Linked DNA regions of Gossypium hirsutum: region 2 is linked to region 1. A link is a contact called in public Hi-C data. All regions are on one chromosome and are shown on one strand. The core of a region is the stretch at or near the end of the contact, and the rest is flanking DNA. Distances in the headings are between cores, read along the strand shown. Region 1 holds the start of LOC107893801 (truncated transcription factor CAULIFLOWER A-like). Region 2 has its middle 13 kb from the start of LOC121212291.

The links. A called contact is a pair of places that touch in the nucleus more often than the background predicts.
Region 2: a Hi-C map of leaf shows a contact between it and region 1, with 2.4 times the contacts expected there. The contact joins the enhancer-like site here to the promoter of LOC107893801 in region 1. A contact is called at or near these places in 2 of 34 Hi-C or Micro-C datasets (both in leaf).

What each region holds. Positions count from the first base shown.
Region 1 is chrA13:27,505,050-27,510,224 of Gossypium_hirsutum_v2.1, forward strand. It overlaps LOC107893801 (truncated transcription factor CAULIFLOWER A-like), which reads right to left and starts at 2,451. Exons shown (of 9, transcript NM_001326817.1): 1 at 2,267-2,451. The coding sequence starts at 2,451.
Region 2 is chrA13:28,394,223-28,399,397 of Gossypium_hirsutum_v2.1, forward strand. No RefSeq gene overlaps it. Among protein-coding and RNA genes, the nearest start is that of LOC121212291, 13 kb to the left of the region's middle. Within about 2 kb of position 2,154, at least 2 of the 9 cell types and tissues checked have an H3K27ac peak or open chromatin away from gene starts, as enhancers often do. A contact at or near this core is called in leaf, where this site is marked.

The DNA of each region.
Region 1 (5,175 bases), core at 1,201-3,700:
CTCCCCCATTTTTCTTTCTGTATATAGATGCCGTATATGAACTCATTCAAAATTAGGGTTTTGGATTTTAAATATTTAAGTAGGTAAATTTTTAATTTATGCAATGTTGGATAATTTGAAAAATCAACTACCTCTAAATTTATTATGAAATTATTTGGATTATTAGTAAAAATTAATTAATAAATAGATTTATTTTTTTAAATAGAAAATTTTGATTTTTCAAAATTATTTTTTCATATTTAATCTTATTTTTTGGTATATAATTTAAATCTTATTAATAAAAATTTTTTATATTAGCTTGATATTTTTTTATTTGGAAAAGCTATTAGTTTGATAATTTATTTAAAATATAAGTTTTTTAAAAATAAAATCAACTTAACATTTTTAGTAAGGCCTTATTTGATAATCTATTAGAAATATTAAATTAAATGAAAATTAATATTTTCAATAATTTAATTATGTACACATGTCTAATAATCTGAAATAAAAAAATGTAGAAAATGATAAGTAAATAAGAGCTATTTATTATTTAAAAATAGAATATTTTCAATTAATTCTATTTTATTCATTTATTTTAATATTATATTATCCTATAAAAACTTTAAATTTAAAATTTCACTTTAGTTTGAAATAAGGTGAAATGTTTTAAATTAAGGATAAAATGTAATATATAATTTTTTTTATAATTTTAAACATGTAATTATCAAACTATTTAATTATATTCCATAATTAATGTTAAGTGCTATATCAAACAAATTTTATAACATAAAATTAATTCTTAAATTTCCAATACTTAACTTTTCATTTTATCCAATAGCACCGAAGTGATAAATAAGTTATCTATCTACTTATATTATTCAACATTTTTTAATTGAAAATTCTCAAAACATTTTTTTAAAAATAAAATATAAAAAAAATTCCCTTTTCAATTTACTAAAAAAATTTGATTTTTTATTAAACACACCATAAATCCAGAGCATATAAAATCATAAAGCCTAATCCAAAGTGTTCAATTTTCCTTCATTTCATTTTTAGCTTTGATATTTTTATTTTAATTTATTTAAAAAAATAACTATTCTCAATCAAAATAATGAAAAAAAAGGATATATGCATCAAATATCAATTAATTTAAATTCAGATAATTACCATAAATAGACAGACACCATATCTATAATATATAACTGAAGAACTTGAATCACAAATTGCAGAGTTTTCTTTTCCTAGTTATCAAGGCTTATAAATAATTTTTCCTTTATTCTTTTTCTCACTTGAACCAGTAACTGGCTATTGGTGACATATATGTAACCAAATCAGCTAAAAGAAGAGCCCATTGGAATATGTAAATTTTAGAAAGCAGTTTATTAGCTTGTTTAGGGTTCAAAAAGGAAACTCCCTCTGTACAAAAATTGTCAAATCCCTAATTTTCTAACTACCAAAAAGGTACCTCTTTTTGGCCTTGGACAGTTGTTGGATCAAAGAGTTCTCAAAAGCCAAAGAGGGTCTAGGCCTTAAGAACTGGTGAAGAAGAAGAAGGAGATACATGTATAGCAGTTGTTGCTTGTAAGGACTAAAAGGAAACACACAAAGGAGAGAAGATGACAAAGATAGTAGCTCTGTTCCAAAACCAAAAAAATAAATTGTAAAAACAAATTTATTTTCAGAAAAAACATAGCCATATTTTTTAGGTTTTCTTTTACTATCTTTAGAAGAAAATATGTTTGATAGCATGATTTTTCCTTTTGAGATGACAGAATATAAAATTTATTACAAAGTTCAGTGTTGCTTTTCCCTTCTTTTATAACTTGGTATTAATAATTTAGTCCATAGAATGGATACTTTGTATTTTCTCCTAATTGAGAAAGTTTTAGTTTAAAAAAGGGGAAATTTTTTATTGCTTCTTCTTCATCATCCATTGGTCAATAACCTTGTTTTAGCAAGATGAGACCAAACTTCCCCCTCAAAGCTTTCCATTCTTTTGCTACTTCAACATCTCTGAAACACTTGTAAATTCTATTACTGATATAGTTATAGTCACACTTTTTACTGAACTGTGTAATATTCTTTAATTTTTTTTTCACCTGTTATAACCATTGCATGAAATCCAGGAGAAACTGCTAATGACAGTGCCTCAAAAACCACTTTCATAAACATCTATTTCAGTTTCAAAGCCAAAAAAAAAAAAGTAACTTTATCTTTGTTTCTCAAAACCTTGGAGAATACTTTAAAAAAATTAAAAAGAAAACAGAATGAAGGGGGAAGGAAATACCAGGAATCAGTGGAGTATTCAAAGAGCTTCCCTTTGTGGGAGAAGACAATCAAAGCGACCTCAGCATCACACAAGATGGAGATCTCATGAGCTTTTTTCAACAACCCAGCTCTCCTTTTGGAGAAAGTAACTTGCCTGTTGATCTTGTTCTCAATCCTCTTCAACTGAACCCTACCTCTCCCCATTTTCTTTTTTTATAACCTTAAAAAATTGGGGGGAAAAAACCCAGATCCTAAAAAGGAAGAAGAAGGAGGAGGAAGATGGAGTAAAGTTAAATACCCAAGTTGGAAAAAAAAATTCTTTTGCTAAATGTGAAGTATATCTGAGAAAACATGCACAACATATATAGAAATGGAAATGCAGGGAAAAAATAGGAAAAAGAAAAAAAAAAGTGGTTTTAGGGAAAGGGAGTGGATTTGTAGATAAAACCAGAGTGGTTTATTAAGAATGTGCTGTCGGTCCCTCATTGGTTAACATGACTGTTCAGTCGTTACTGTCTCATGTTGGAACCACAATTTTATTTCTTCTTTTTATTAAAAAAAATAAGGTGTTTTCTTCATATAGCCTATAGATACCGTCAGAAGCTGTACGGAGACCCCTCGCTGTCACACACTCACACAGCTGACGGCGGAGATTTTCTTTTTCTCTCTTAAACCCAAATAAATTATAATGCATAGGTTTATTATTGGAAAAATAACAATCTTGTACGGAAACAAATTTTAATGTAGTTATGAAATGATTCAAATTATTAAAATATAGAAAAATAATAATACTGTACGAGGTAAAATTCACACGTAATCTAGTCTTATTTTCATTTTTTTATTATTGATTAATAGATTGATGGACATCATTCCAATAATAAATTGATGTAATTAATTTTTTTTACATTAATTAAAATTTTTATTAATACCAATCATACTAGCTTTTTCCATCCAATTCTGATCATGCCAACCAAAACATTGCACAGTAATACATAAATAATTTAAAAAATATAAAATTTCTATTTCTTTACAGTTATGGTAATAAATGATAAAAATTTTCATTAAAATTTTTGCATCATTAGATGCATAAATATTTTATATACATATATTAAATATATTTTTAAAAATGTCAATAAATTTGAAACAATTCATCAAAACAAACCCATATCAATATGCACCAATTTTAATGGAAAAAATGATGTATCTACTAGTATGTACTAACTACCTTGATTTATTATGTTTCATATTTTTTAAAAATATTTTTGGTAAACTACACTTATAGTCACTCAAAAATAAGGTTTGTCTATTTGGTCACTCCAAATTTTTTTCTCAATTTAATCATTCTAAATAAGATAAGTGTGTGAATTAATCACCACCATTAAATTTTTTGTTTCATTTTAATAGATTGTTGATGGGGCACATTAATACATTGAGTGACTGACACATAGCTTTTTTGTTGACTTTTTACTAACGCTTACGAACCTCGATCGTTATAATTAGTCCAAAACTTTTTTCCCTAAACTTTAGTCAATAGTCAAACATAAAAATGTCATGTGTCTATCACACAATGGGCTAATATACCAAGTCAGCAACCTATTAAAAAGAAATAACAATTAATATGACTAATTCACACAATTATCTTATTTAGGATAATTAAATTGAAAAAAAAATGAAACGATAAAAAATTGAGGTTTTGATCATATTTGCTCTTTTTGACACAATATATAAAACTACCCAAAGTCCCTCTCTAACCTATAAATAAGAGGATAATGCGTTTCAGCGCACTCGAACCTACGTCCTCATGCATTTACAATAATGTTCATATCAATCAAACTAATACTCAACTAACAATTGACTTCACTTTTTAAAAAACCTATGTTCTTTTTAAAAGAGAAACCTCCTACAAATAAATTGATTTTTATATAATAATTAACTTAAATGACTATTGTTTTAATAATAATTTTTTAATTTTAATTTTATAATTATTTGAAAATATTAAATATTGATCTTAAATATTATAATTTGCAATATTGTCAACACATATATTTATATATAATAGTACAATAAACATTAATGTTAATTATTATTTTAATAAAATTATTTAATATTACAATTTTATTCTAATATAAAATTTAACATCAATAATAATGTTAAATTTTAAATTTTAAATAATATTCTTAATATCTAATAAAAATGTTTTATATTAATATTTTAATAATGAATTTATATTTCACTTTGTAAATATTTAGCAATAAATATTTTATATTATAAAACATAAATATTTTAGTAATTTATTTATTCCTTTTAGCTTCAATATACCAATATTCACTTTTATGCATGTAATATATATAACTTCGAATTATTTTTTAACTAGGCATTGGGCATTATTAATTCTATATAAAATATTATAAAATATTATTTTATTACAAAAATAAATTTTAATTATCAAAAGAAAATAATTCTATAATATTTTATAACAAATATAATTTATATTACAACTTTTAAAAAATAATTTCAGAAAAAAATATTGAATAATATAAAATATATTATGTAAAACCATAAAAGCCACCAGAGCCCATATGTTTAAATTCATCAATTTTAAAGGACAAAATATATGTTTTTTTATTTTATTTCGAAGGATAAAATACAATTTCATCGTATAATAATTTATAAGTTGAGTGAAATAAAAAATAATTTTTCATTTTTAGGACCAACCCTTAAATACACTCCTGATATGTATAAAATATAAAACCAACTCACTTACCTTTAATGTGTTTGTTTCCTCTCTGAATTTATTTTAAGAAAAACAAAATAGGGTTAAGGAATTTTATAACAAAATAAGTCTAACTTTGTGCTGCCTTTAATTTATACATATAATGAAACTAGCTCCTTTTGTGGTGAAAGTAAATAGGTATATTGTAGTCATTT
Region 2 (5,175 bases), core at 904-3,403, 890 kb after region 1:
CATTATGTCTATTAAATTTTGGGATGTTTTTTTTATAACAATTTACCATGCTTTTTTTTATCATTTTAGTCCTTTAACAAATAACATGTTCTAAAACTTAAAAAAAAAAAACTTTTTCTTTTCTTTTCTTTTCTTGCCACTTTAATTAAAGGATAAGCCATAGTTACTTATTACCATTTCCGATTATTAATTTGAGAAAGAGATATAGAATTTATTTACCAGATAACTATGCACATTTATTCATCAGTAAAATAAAATACTACAAGTTTTAACCTTTATGTAGTAAATAATGAAAAAAACCAAATTCTATAGGGAGAATTTAGTAAAATATACTTTTAGATATACATTATGTTAATTAAATAGTAAAATTTTACATTCCAACCAACTTAACCAAAAAGGCTAATGTAACAAACCCGTAATGTGTTAAAATAATTTTACATTTCAATAATCTTATTACGATAAGTAATATTACATTCGTGAACCAAACACCTCATGAATGTCAACTCTAATTTGAAATTGAATATATCTAAAATATATTGATCAAATTGAAAACGTGTGAATATCTTTTGTATAAACAACTTAGATCTAACACGTTAAAAATTAACTATTTTAAAATTTATTAACATTGTTTGAAATAATTGTTTTAAAATTTATTTAAATTGTTTGTTTTTTAAATGTGTTTGATCTAAGTTGTCAATAGGTATATACATATTTACATTTCAATCCACGTGTTTTAAATATACGAGTAAACTACACGTAAGATCACTAAAATATTAGTAAGTTTACATTTTGGTCACTCAACTTCAAAAAGTTACAAAATAGTCATTAAACTATTCGAAAATTTTCATTTTCAATCATTGAACTATTCAAAAGCTTGTATTGAAGTCGCTAGACTACTAAGTTTTTTTAAAAAAGCTTGGCTAGAAAGCTCTAAAGGATGATTCGACGATCAGTACGGTGGATTAGTATCCATCGACGAGTAGAAGATATAGCTTAGACCCAAGTCGACCTAACAATCCGTGTCAGAGATCGGAGAAAAAAACTGTTTGGATTTTGACTCGCAAATTCATGACGTTTAAAATTGTTTCATGAAAATAACTAAACTGTAGAAGGAAAGGGAAACCAGGAAAGGGATGCTTTAGATTAGTGTAGGCGATGCGAACAAAGGTCATATAATAGCGACTTTAATAGTCTAGTGACTTAAATAAAAACTTTTGAATAGTTTAGTGACAATTTTTAACTTTTTTAAAGTTGAGTGACCAAAACGTCAACTTACTAATAATTTAATGACATTGAGTGTAGTTTACCCTAAATATATTTCACACCATATTTGAAATGGCATTTAATATCTAAATTGATAAATAGGTTGATGAAAGGATCTATTGATACAATACTAATATTTCAATAACTCAATTAGAACGGTTTGAATTTTAAAAACCCATTTAAAATCCAGATATTAGCATAGTAATATTTGATGCAATTAGCTCCTTTAATGGACTGATAGTACAAAAAGTTATTAAATATAAATATAATAAATATTGTCTTTGACTTATATAGGTGGTGGTTAAAACTTTTATCAGACATCCGTTTGACATAGATTCGAACCGTGATACTCTCACTCTCTACCCCATTATATTATCAAAAAAATATATAATAAATACTAAATTAGTAACGCTTATAATATGATTGAAAAGAAATTGTATGTAAAAAATTACATTTATAAAAAATTATATAAAAAAGATTAATGGATTTTTGTTGAAATAGTAAACTAAAACATTGAAAAGCTTAAAAGCTCAAGTCTCATTATGGCTTTCGAGTTTAAATTGTTTTTTTATAAATTTTATATAAAAATATAAAAACTTCTTATAATAATTTTATGATTCAATAAAAAAAAATTTTAATTAATTAATCAACTTAATATAATGTATGAATATACCTCATTTAATTTTTGCCTCAAGAATCCATTTAATTTTTCGAAAAAATTAAAAATGAAAAAAGAAGCACGAGTTTCAACTTTCAAGTTTCACCTGATAATTAAACAATTTAAAGGGAAAAGAAAGCAGGCAATTGCAATCACAATCAAGGAGACAGTGAAGCAGGGGATAAGGAAACGTGTCGAGGTGTGATTGGGTTAGGACAGTCGATCGAACTCTTCTTTTCTTCTTGGGTTTAGAACTTGTCTTACAGGATATGAATGTCCACAGTTCTGTCCCAACAACCTGGACTCTTGCAGCTACTACTACACGTGTCGACTACACAACTATGAACCCATCTATCTTTGAATTAGGGTTCATATCTTCTACATCACAGCTTTTTCTTAAATTTCTATTTATTCCCTTTTATGCCTTTCTTTCTTATTTTCCAATTTCACAATCATAATTGTTTAAAATCAGGAAATTTGTACTTGGTTAATCATAAATACATAGTTTTTCTGTTCAAAACTTCACACCATTGGATTCAACTACTACTATTTGGTTTTTCTCTCCTTAGGGTAACCAAATATCCATTTCAATCATAAGTTAAAAGTTAAAAAAACAATAATATTTTATTTTATAATATAAAATTAAATATTTTACATGAAAATTTATTTTTCAAGAAATTATATAAGAGTTATTGATAATTTTTATGTACTTGAAAAATTATTTTTCAAGTATCTTTATTTTCTCCTATATTATTAGTGGAATAAAAAAAACTCTAAAAACGCGTTTAGGATGGTGTCATAGGATGCTATCAAATGTCTTTATTATTGATGAAAAATAAATGATGATGCTAATAATAATATTAATAATACTTGTAAAATTATTCCGCTTTTTTCTTTTTCTTTTCTTAATAGATTTCTTTTGCATGTATCTATTTATGTGTGTGAATTGATTGGGATAATATTTTAGTTTAAATATTCTAATTATTATCATCAGCTAATTCGGAGCAAAGGCATATATTAACTCTTGGATATCTATATTCTAATAAGTTTTACATTTTTACATATGACAAATGTGGATTTAAATAATAAATATTCAAATCTACTTTATTTTTACAAATAATATATTTAGATATTCAAATTCACTATTTAAATTTTTATTTTAAATTTTTTTTTACAATTACTAAATGAGATTAGCAACTTTGACATGAATTTTATTTAATTTTACTCGAATTTGATGCAAATAATAAATAAATTTAAATTTTAAATTAAATTTATGAATTCGAAATAAGATTTTACAAAAAAAATAATCGCAAATATTCAATCCATTGTCTTACTTATAACGTATACCATAACAAGCAAAGAATTCGACTACAACATGTGATGCTACTTAGATGAAAATCGACAGTTTGAAACACTATTCAGAATTAATAATGAAATATTATCAAATAGTAATATGTAAGGTTTGAATCATGAATGGCCTTGCATTAGATGTTCTACTTATCTATTTTTTATATTTTAAGAATTAATTAAAGAGATGTATCGTCTTTTTAATCTCGTTTATAAAGTTAAAAAACTCTACCGCTAATATATTAAATAATTATCCATTATGCCTAACCACATTAAAAATAAATAAACTTTTCTCCTTTGGATGCTACTTAGAGCGGCTTAATTTCTAATCTAAGAACCAAAATACCACCCTATGCATTTATATCAATCCCCATACATATGTATAGCCAGAGGGCACTAATTTGTAGCCATGGATCATTTCTATTTAGCTTTTGTGGTCAAGGGGTACTTTTTCTTTCCTTAAAAAGGTAAAGCATAAAGCATATCACATGCAATACTAGATACTCTAATTAATAAAACCCTTTTGCCTATGTAATTTGTATTTTAAGTTTTTCAAGGAATAGACACACATATATATATTACAATGGGATTCGTATGATAATAAATACCCTTAAATTTATATGGTAGATTAAAATTGAATTATAAATTTTTAAGATAACATAAAATTTTATAATTTTAAAAGCTTGATTCTGCTTAAGATATCTTTAATTCTGCTTATAAAATTGAAAAAAATAAAATTCTTTGGTAATGCATGAATACAAATTGTAGCCAGAAAAGATGGAAATGAAAGAACAATGCTTTGAATGGTGCTAGTCTTAAAGGGCAATAATACATGTCTTTTCCTAAACCTTTGTTTAACTTTTTCAAAAACCCACAACATGTTTGTGATTTAGAAGGTCAAAAAAGAGGACCCAAGAAAAAAGATTGGATATGAGAAGTTTATATGGTATATTCCTTCGTATGTGAAAGGGACAATGGTGGATTTGCTGGAATTTTATGCCCTTAGTTCCTTGATTTAGTAGCATAAATAAAATTTGTATGCCACTCATCCAAAATAATGGGCACCAACCAAAACCATTATCAAATCAAACCCATGCTCTTAAGGCATAGGGAAGAAAGGTGTTGTGATTCCAATTCTTTTGTAGGTTGAATGCCATTTATTAAGAATAATTAGAATTAGATTAAACATCAATTTCATATCATCATTGGGGAGAGAACCTTAAGGCTGAAACCAATCATGACAACTTTGGGCTGTATTTAGTGCACAAAGAATTTGAAGCCCAAAAGCTTTTCTTTTTGCTTCAACTTGACAAATTTATTTCTCCATGAGGTGAATAAAGAATAATTTTGATTTTTTTAATTGGCAAGGGTTAACTGATGTAAGGATTTTTTTTTATTTCTTATTATTTTTATCAAATTTAAATTTAATACACATTTGGTAGGAGTATTATTTTTAAATTAATTAATGGTAATGTTTAGTCACTCCAATGATTTATTTTTAACAAAGTGGAGGAAACTTTTTGATTATTTTGAAGAGTTTTTATTCATCTTTTTAATTTCAATCTTAAATTTATATTAACTATTCTTTATTTTATGTGTACATATTGCAATATGTATACAATAAATAAGTTTTTTCTTTATGTTATTACATTAATAATCAAATGAGAGATGTAATGTTTTACGAATATAATATTCTTGATTGAGTCTTAATTCGATTGATATTGACATTGTTATCAGTGTAGGAGGATATGGGTTCGAGTGCATTGAAGCGTATTATAATCTTGTTTAAGGGTTATGGAGGGGTTGTGGGTGGTTCTAGGCATTCTATCAAAAAGAGTAAATATAATAAGAACCTATAATAAAATTAATATATATATAAGATAAACTAAATATTTATTAACATTTTT